Linked DNA regions of Sus scrofa: all the other regions are linked to region 2. Evidence: chromatin contacts called from public Hi-C and HiChIP or PLAC-seq data. All regions are on one chromosome and are shown on one strand. The core of a region is the stretch at or near the end of the contact, and the rest is flanking DNA. Distances in the headings are between cores, read along the strand shown. Region 1 has its middle 16 kb from the start of ZSCAN20. Region 2 overlaps PHC2 (polyhomeotic-like protein 2). Region 3 holds the start of ZSCAN20 (zinc finger and SCAN domain-containing protein 20).

Region 1 (3,077 bases), core at 179-2,678, 96 kb before region 2:
AGGGGTCGAATTAGAGCTACAGCTGCCAGCCTATGCCACAGTCACAGCAATACCAGATCCAAGTGGTGTCACAGCTCACAGCAACGCTGGATCCTGAACCCACTGAGCAAAGCCAGGAATTGAACCTGTATCCTCATGGATACCAGTCAGAGTCTTAACCTGCTGGGCCACAACAGGAACTCCCAGACCCATTCTTGTGTTGCCGTCTGGCCAGGGCTGCCTAGAAACATGTTCTGGGAAGGAGAACTGAGAAAACCAGCTTTGCAAATAAATAAGTGAAATGAAATCATGTGACGTGACAATAAAATTAAAGTAATAAAATAAAATATGATAGATGACTTTGTTTTCATCAGGTGGCCACATTCTGGAGAGGCTTTCCCCCTTCCCTCTCCATTCACCCATCTCTCCTGCCGCCATGCTCAGCAGACACTTTCTCCCCATACTTTCCCTTGATCCCGTTTCCACCACCTCCTTTTCCTACCCATCCCTGCTGAGGCACTCCTGCCCTCCTGAAGGACCAACTTCTGACAAACGCAGTGATCATCTCTGTGAGCTGTTAACTGCTCAGCAACTATAATTTTTAATCAAACAAGTTTTCAGCAATCTCATTGCAAAACCACATTCAGGGAACATCAATAAAATTCTTTTTAAAAAAATTTTTTTTTCTTTTTACAGCCACACTTGCAGCATACAGAAGTTCCCTGGCTAGGAGTCAAATTGGAGCTGCAACTGTTGGCCCGCGCCACAGCCACAGCCATTGCTGGATCAGAGCCGCATCTGCGATCTACACTGCAGCTTGCAGCAATGCCAAATTTTTAACTCTCATTCTCACAGACACTAAGTTGGGTTCTTCATCCAGTGAGCCACAAGGGGAACTCCCTAAAATTCTAAATAAAGAGAAGAAACACTTGGCCCATAGCTCCACCACCGCCGAATCAAATGGCTTTTGCTTGCCTGAATTTGCTTCCATTCTTGTCCCAACATTAAACATTTTTCAGATGACTACACTTATTTTTATACCTTCCTATATGCCAGGCATCCTAGAAATATTTTACTTCCCAGAATCCCTTTTGTTGACTACCTAGAATTCCTGTTAATAAGAAGCATAACTAACAATTGTTGAGACTATGCTATGTGTATATTCTATACACTCTGCTCTTTTCCATCCTAATGACCTAATCTGTGTACTTTCCTGCCCCCACCAACATCCTCCAGATGGAGAACTGTGGCCCGAGGAAGTTCAGTGGCCCATCCAAGGTCCCTGGGGTAGTTAGTTCCTTCCTCTGTAAAAGGTGAGAATGTCCTAGTTATTACTTCCCTTTTGGGTTTCCAGGGAACAGTTGGGGTTTGGCTGTCAGTTCCTTTGCTGTCATTGCCTTCGTGGCTTTGCTGTTTTTCAGGTGTAATTCCCAGAGAGCCTTGAGCGAAGGACACCCTTGTTTCCTGTTATTCCAAACACCACAAGGACAGACAGTGGATCTAAGCAAGAGTTCAAGGATGAGGAGATATTTTCATTGATACACAGAACATATGGGAACCCTGCCAAGGGCAGCTGGACAGAACGTTTGGAGACAAGGTCCTTGTGGTTCAGCCGCAGCACTAGCCCTTCTGGGGAGGCGACAGAGGCCAGGCCAAGGCTGGCCTGGGCTACTCTGTTGTCTTAGCTGAGGTTCTGTTTGTGTTCAGTCACTCAGAACACCCCAAGCACAATTTGTAGGGAGGATGTGAGGGTATCTCAAGGAACCCTAAATCAGCTGGGCCTGGGGAAGTCCTGGCATCCAGAAGTAGAGCCATCAAAGACCTTCCAGAAGAAGTTTCTCTCTCTCTACTTCAACTTACCCCTTTATCCTAAACAGTTATCTCTGTTTCTGTGCTCTCACAACTGATAAGGCCACCCATGCCAAGGGAACAGTAGGCTGAACTAAACCAAAGGCCAGTTTTGGAGGGGGCAGAAGCCCGGCCCCTCCTTGCTCTAGTTACCCCCTCCCACCTACTCCCACCACCTGCCACATCTGGGGAGCTCCCTCCCCACTCCTGGTTTGTTTTGTTTTGGCAGCACCCACAGCATGTGGAAGTTCCCCAGGCCAGGGATCAAACACTGACCACAGCAGGGACCTGAGCCAATACAGTGACAAAACTGGATACTTAATCAGCTGCACCATGAGGGAACTCCTCCCTACCACTGGTACTGATGCGTTCCCCCACCCCCACCAGGATCCACTTGGGGAGCATTGGGGGAAAGGAAAAACCAGCATCATCCTTCCTTGGGGACTCCTGAGAAATCCCACTCCATATGTTCCCTATGTCGTGGGCTTGCAGGATGCTTTGCTAGGGGATCGAAAGGGCTTCTCCACAGTTCTGGAGAGGGAAGCAAAATATTCTCTTGGCGGGGGGAGCAGCAAAGCATGCCACTGATCCATCCCCAAAGAGGGCTGGAAATTCAGACTGTAAGGAGCCATCCGGTCCCAGCTTCTCAGTCCCCTTTCCTGTTGGCCTGGAGATCTCATTATTCAGACTGTCTCCTTTTTAGACCATCTGTACAAAGCCTGTTAAACAGCCATTCTACTCCCTCATTCATGCCACAGCTATTCAGAGCTGGGCGCAGGGCACAGAGGCAAAGAGGCAAAGCACCTGCCCTCGGGAGCCTCGTGGTAGATGGGATAGACAAACCCGTGAAAAGAGGCGACTTGGTTGTCCTCTTGTTTCTCCTACTGGCAAGTCATAGTTCCTTTTCATGCAGGAGCAGCAGTAAACGGAACCCTCAATCTGTAAGACTTCAAGAAATCCTCTCTTACAGAATTCCCTTGCCCCAGGATCTCTGAGAATCTCCCCATGTTCCACCAGCTCATATGGTTGTCTTTTATCACCCCTGTCTGCCCCACTGGACCCTCAGAAGGGACCCCGAGTCCTGGGATACCCGTTCTCCTCAGCTTCCTGTTTTGCATACAACCTTGTCTAACAAGGGTTTGATCCCAGGGTCACCAAGCTCCTTTCTCTCCTCTGTACTCTCGCCCTACGTGATCCCATCCTGTCTCATGGCTTTTAAATACCATCTATTTCCCAATGAGTTTATAAAT
Region 2 (2,922 bases), core at 401-2,900:
TGGCACTGGGAGCTTTTCCGGTCCTGCTCCAGCACTTCCGCTCTTGACTCTGAGTTCACTGAGGTCATTCCATTCCCAGGGAATAGACTCTTAGACACACAGTGGGGAATGGACCTCCACATCTCCAGGGAGCCAGGCAGCCCATGTGACCCCACCCAGACCCACTCTGGCCTCTCTTTACTCTGTCCCTTGTCCCACTCAACTGCCCCAGCTAGAGCCTGGCAGCCTGGCCACCATCCCCTCAAAGTCAGGCGTGTGAGTTCAGAGGAGCTGACACCACATGCCCCCACAGATGCTGAGCTAGACTCGCAGGGGTGGGAGTGAAATGCAGAGACCCTCAGTCACCTGCACCCCCATGGAAAGAAATGCAGAGACAAGTATAGCTCTGGGCATTCTGGTTCCTCTACCACTGTTGTCTCTGCGTGTGTGTGCGTGTGCACATACACACACCCCAACATACACACAGAGCCCAATCTAAAAATGACCCTAAGAATATTGCTAATTTGGTCCCTTCTGGCAGAGAGTCCTGTTCTGACCCAAACCTGGCATCGGGAGTCACTCAGATCTAGAATATGGTCCCAGGGCATCTGTTTCAGCCCAGCGGCCCTGCTCCCTGGGATGCTGCCGAGAGGGACTTGAGCGTGTCCTGTGATCGTTGGTCCCTCTGGGGGGAGTTCCACACAGAGGCTGCTGAAGTAAACCTGACCTGGGTGCACTCCCAGAACGGCCCCCAACCCCTGCCCCTTCACCGCCCAGCCTGGTTCAGGACACTACAAGCCGCCTGAGATTTTCAGGAGAGCCCATGGACTCTTCCCCTCTCATGCCTCCCCACTTTCCCGTTTGCTCCCCGGCTAAACTGTCGTGTCCTGTGGCTGAGCCCACATTGGGCAGGTAAAAGGCGCCTCGTTTCCTGTGATTCCAGGCCCAGCCAGGTAACCTGGTGCAGGTAGCTAGGAGCCTAGGCGGCACTGTTCCTTTGTCCCCTCAGCTCATCTTCACGCCCACGGCCACCGTCGCTACTGTGCAGCCTGAGCTCGGCACTGGCTCCCCCGCCCGGCCCCCCACCCCTGCCCAGGTGAGGATTCCATGCTTGTGGGAGGGCAGGGGGGTGGGCGCCCCCACAGAGGGGCACTGACACGGGGTATGGGCCCGAGCCCTGGAAGAGCTTTGCATCTCTGGAAAGACTGGGACCTTCGAGGAAAGCAGGTGGGAGACAGGATGTCCTAAAGCTCCTAGACTTGCTCCTCATTCCCCGCTGAGAAGGCCTCGGCCACCCCTGACGCAGGAGTCAGCAGCCTGCTGAGGCACGCGTGCCTGCTAATAATGAGTGATCGTCACTACCTTTTACCTTACACCCTCCCCAGGGTAGCCTCCGTGGCTGTTGTCTTTAAGAGGAAAATTCCACTCTGATTAGCACGTGCTAGCAGCTCTAGGAAACAGGAAAAATGACATGGAAGAGAGAGCCAAAGATGAGCCTTGGGCCCCCACCTTCTGCTGGGAGCCCACAGACACTGCTGTGGCCGTAAAGATGCAGTGGGCGGTGGGGGAGAGGAACTGTCCCCAGCTGCACTGTGGGGACCCACAGGGTGAAGACGGTCAGGTTTGTCAAAGGCGCGTCTGGCACAGCCTCCATGTGTCCAGCAGAGGGCACCAGGGACCGGGCTGAATAAGCATGTTCCTCCTGCTGTAAACCTGATCCTGAGGACGGGATAATCCTTCGCCCGGGGACCTCACTGTTCAATTAACTTTCACTTTTGCCCTGGCCTTTTCCAGTGTGGGAAGCCCCAGGCCTCGCTCTATCTGGGAATTCTTGCTAAGTGGTATGCAGCCCTTCCTGGTAGTACGGGGGAGGAGGGGAGGAAAGAAGGGAGAGCGAGCCTAACTTCCCTGCCCGGGCCTGCCCCCACTTGGGGCAGACATCCCTGCTCAGAATTTAATTTCTCCTGCTGATGAATCCAGTCCAACTTGTACTCCTTCTGTCCCCTTTAGAAACTCTGCCTGCTCCTGGTTCCTCTTTCAGCCCCTAGCTCATTCTCTCTCTTTCTGATTTTACACCCCACTGCCCTGTACGGCCATTCCTGGATCCATCCCAGCTCCTTCCCTGCATGGACTGTGTGTTGGCATCACTCCTACCCACATTCTCTGGACTCCTATAGACCCCTCTTTTCCAGGTACAGAACTTGACCCTCCGAACACAGCAGACACCAACTGCAGCAGCCTCGGGCCCTACCCCCACCCAGCCCGTCCTGCCCAGCTTGGCCCTGAAACCCACGCCAGGTGGTAGCCAGCCTCTGCCTACCCCATCCCAGGGCAGAAACACTGCTCAGGGTTCCCCTGCAGGTGCCAAGCCTGGCATAAGTGACAGTGTGATGGAGCCAGTCAAGAAGGGAGATGGCAACGGCAGTGTGCCAGGGAGCTTGGAGGGCCGGGCTGGGCTCAGCCGGGTGGTGCCCGCTGTGGCTACCCACCCCCTCATTGCACCAGGTAAGGGCTCCAGGAGGAAGGATCCTATCCCAGAAAACGCCATAGGACTGTGCGTCGGGGGAAACTGAAAATTTCCTTTTTCCCACAGACATGCTAAGATGTCAGCCATGTGTTTCTCACTCCCCTTTACCCTCCTGAGATGCTCATCAGCTCCAGATTCTGTTTCGTGCATCTAGTCTAGCTTTAAAGAAGGAAGCCACCTCAGTGGAATAAATGAGACCTTCCTCTCTAGGGGCACCATGGTGATTCAATCATCGCTCTTGGCCTTGAGAGTGGAGGGTGGAGGTTGGCAGTTGGACTTTTTTTTTTTAGGCATATGGAACTTCCCAGACTAGGGGTCGAATCGAGCTACAGCTGCAAGCCTATGCCACAGCCATAGCAACTTGGGATCTGAGCTGGGTCTGCCACGTACACCATAGCTCACGGCAATGCCAGATC
Region 3 (3,023 bases), core at 403-2,902, 110 kb before region 2:
GCTTAAACCAGGAAGAGCAAATAAGCTTCATTTAAAGCACTAACTTTAGTCAACTGTGCTAAGGACTCTGAATCCCATGGGAGTATGTGCTGTGACCAATGAGTTGTGACTGCCAAGCACAGCAGGGGGAGTAGCAGCACATATACCATGCGGTTGCCACCTCTGGCTTAAACCCCCATAGGCAATGAATCAGCTTCCAGCAAAGACAGCTCTGAGGGGCAAAAGACTAAAGCTCACACCCCTGGAAACCCACTGGAAGTAGCAGTCTTCAAGCCTGGTCTAGAGGAGCTCACTCTGGAATGTCTTTATTCACACATTCATGAAGTATTTACTGATTTACATCAAGTACTTACTATTCTAGCTGGGCAGTGGGGATATGGAAGTGCCTCAGAAACTGTTCCTGTCCCAGAGATGCTCATAGTATAGTAGAAGAAACAAAAAACCAACAGCAACGAAAAACCCACAGATAATTATGATCAAATATGGTAAATAGAGTAAAAGAGGTCTGTGGTAGCCAGAGTAGGGGGTGACTTAAATGAACCAAGTAACAGCTGAGTTGGTTCTAGAAGAAAGACTGGTTCTCTTGACAGAATGGGGGTTGGGAGGAAGGTGTATATTCTAAGCAGAAAGAACAGCATGTATAATGGTGAGGGACCAAACAACCTCCCCAAGATAGGTACCTTGAGAGCATCAAGATTAGGCTGTAAAGGGTGTTCATGAAGGGTCTTGAATGTCAGGCTAAGGTGTTTGGGTTTAATTCCATAGGTTATGGGAGTTAATGAAGGTTTTTAAATAGAAGGTCTCATCTGATTTGTGGCTATAATGTGTTTGTTCAAGCTAAGAAGGTGAAAAGGGGTAGGCTTCAGCAAAATCCCTGACAAGGAAATGTCGCCAGATGTTAAGGAAATTGAAAGATTTTAAGATCCCAGAATAGGGAAGAATGCAAGAAGAATCAGAATACACCTGGGTAAAGTGGATGTTGGTACCATTCAATTCCACCTGGCAGAAGGAAAGAGGTGCAGGTTTGGAGCTGAACACCACAGCCAGTCCCACCCACTGGGTTCCAGAGGTCACCACCAGGAGAGAAAGTGTAAGGGGTTAGCAAATCTAGTATGTTTGTCTTAGATGAGCAGGGAGAGGCTGGAACACTATTTTAAGGTCAGGCTTTAATCTCAGGCCCTCTTATCTTCACTTCTTGCCAGGGCCCAGGAACCCTCCTATCCTTCCCTATGAGGTCTCTAGACGCTTCCACCTTCAGAACTTCTCCCATTTCCCTCAGCTACAATCCTTTCTTAAGAACCTCTTCACGCTCAGGGCCTTCTATCTCCCTCCTAGTCCCCGACCCTTGTGTGACCCTTTCCATCACCGGACGCTTCATCCTCTGACCGCCCCTCACCCCCGACCCCACACAAAAGCTTCTTTCTCCCCTCTAACCTTCCCCGGCCCCCTGCGACACCACCACCTCCTAAGTCTCCAGCCCAGAGCCTTGAGTCTCAGCTGCCCCCGCCCCGCCACCCGGACTCACCCACCGAGACACCCACTTCACAACAGGGCGGAAGTGCTCCAGGGCTCGCGCAGAGAATGCTGGGACGCGGAGTCCCGAACGGCGCCACCCCGGGAATGGAGCGTCGGCGACTATAACTCCCAGAAGGAACCGCGCGAGCGCGTGTGGGCGGCCCCCTCCGCTTGCGACCTTTCAGACGTCGTCAGCCAATAGATGCGTCATCTTCTCCAGCCCCGCACCGGAACAAATCCGAACAGCGTTTACGCATGGGGGCGGGGCCTGTTGTGATCCCGGTCCTTTCCACAGGCTGCAGGATAATGGCACCGCCCAGTGGGCGGGCATTCAACCGAAGGGGCGGAGTCTATTGAAAGGGTGAAATGAGAGCCGGCCCCGAAGAGAGGAAAGCAGAAACGAGAAATAAGGAGAGACGGTGTTTAGAGGTGACCAGACTGGTGGGCGGGAATTGTCAATTCAAATTTAAGCAGCATGACTTTGGATCTAGTGTGAACCTCGCTTTCTTCACCTGTGAAGTGAGAATAATAATAGCATCCGAGACTTCCTTGGGCTAATATATCTGGAACGATTAGCTCAAGACCTGGGTCCTGGAGTTCCCTTAGTGGCGCAGCGGAAACGAATCCGACTAGGAACCATGAGGTTGCGGGTTCCATCCCTGGCTGCGCTCAGTGGGTTAAGGATCCTGCGTGGCTGTGAGCTGTGGTGTAGGTCGCAGACGTGGCTCGGCTATGGCAGTTGCTGTGGCTCTGGCGTAGGCCGGCAGCTATAGCTCCGATTAGACACCTAGCCTGGGTGTGGCCCTAAAAAGACAAAAAGAAAAAAAAAGACCTGGGTCTTAATAATACACAGCGAATATTAGCTATTATTATGTAAATCAGTTAGTACAGAACTTGGCACTTCGTGGGTGTTGGAAGACTGTTAGTCATTATTAGAATAATAATAATCAGAATGATTTTAATAGACATGCAGTTGCTTTGTTCCACTGTGAATATTCTAGGGTATGAGCAATCCGAGTTTGAAGAGTGGGTTTTGTAGTCAGGCACTGATCCACATCCCAGCCCAATGACTTCATAGCTATGTGGTGCTGAACAAATTACTGCATCTCTTTTGTCTTCAGTTTTCTCTTCCATAAAATACAGGTGATGTAACAGAACCACACTGCAAGGTGTTGCAAAGATTAAATGAGATAATGCAGGTTAGGTATGGTCTCTGAAGTCAAGCTGCTTGTGTCTGAAACCTCAACTTTTAAATGCCGGATATAGGCCTTTCCACTCACTAGTTGTAAACCTTAGGCGAATTACTTAACCTCTTTATGCCTCAATTTTCTTATCTGTAAAATGGGAATTATAATTATGGCATCTACCTGATAAAGTTTGCTAGAGGAATAAGTGGGGGAAAATATGTAAAGAGCTTGAGCTTGTATCTGGCAGAAGGAATTTAATCATCATTAGCTATTACTATTTCTACTAATAGTTAGGAGACTTTGGGGAAATCAACAGTATGG

Evidence for each region. A called contact is a pair of places that touch in the nucleus more often than the background predicts. HiChIP or PLAC-seq counts read pairs in DNA pulled down with a chosen protein or histone mark.
Region 1: a contact with region 2 is called in an H3K27ac HiChIP or PLAC-seq map of skeletal muscle. The contact joins two enhancer-like sites. A contact is called at or near these places in 6 of 47 Hi-C or Micro-C datasets (brain, embryonic fibroblasts, fetal heart ventricle and 1 more) and 1 of 2 datasets of contacts at active chromatin or transcription factors (skeletal muscle).
Region 3: a contact with region 2 is called in a Hi-C map of liver, with 4 times the contacts expected there. The contact joins the promoter of ZSCAN20 here to the enhancer-like site in region 2. A contact is called at or near these places in 1 of 5 promoter capture datasets (liver), 9 of 47 Hi-C or Micro-C datasets (brain, embryonic fibroblasts, fetal heart ventricle and 2 more) and 2 of 2 datasets of contacts at active chromatin or transcription factors (alveolar macrophages and skeletal muscle).

What each region holds. Positions count from the first base shown.
Region 1 is chr6:89,714,807-89,717,883 of Sscrofa11.1, reverse strand. No RefSeq gene overlaps it. Among named protein-coding and RNA genes, the nearest start is that of ZSCAN20, 16 kb to the left of the region's middle. Within about 2 kb of position 1,428, at least 10 of the 83 cell types and tissues checked have an H3K27ac peak or open chromatin away from gene starts, as enhancers often do. A contact at or near this core is called in skeletal muscle, where this site is marked.
Region 2 is chr6:89,618,734-89,621,655 of Sscrofa11.1, reverse strand. PHC2 (polyhomeotic-like protein 2) reads left to right here. Exons shown (of 15, transcript XM_021095847.1): 6 at 923-1,075; 7 at 2,172-2,484. All of the region lies in intron 1 of LOC110261134 (a long non-coding RNA gene), which reads right to left. Among named protein-coding and RNA genes, the nearest start is that of A3GALT2, 57 kb to the right of the region's middle. Within about 2 kb of position 1,650, at least 31 of the 83 cell types and tissues checked have an H3K27ac peak or open chromatin away from gene starts, as enhancers often do. A contact at or near this core is called in alveolar macrophages, liver and skeletal muscle, where this site is marked.
Region 3 is chr6:89,731,195-89,734,217 of Sscrofa11.1, reverse strand. It overlaps ZSCAN20 (zinc finger and SCAN domain-containing protein 20), which reads right to left and starts at 1,652. Exons shown (of 8, transcript XM_021095857.1): 1 at 1,530-1,652.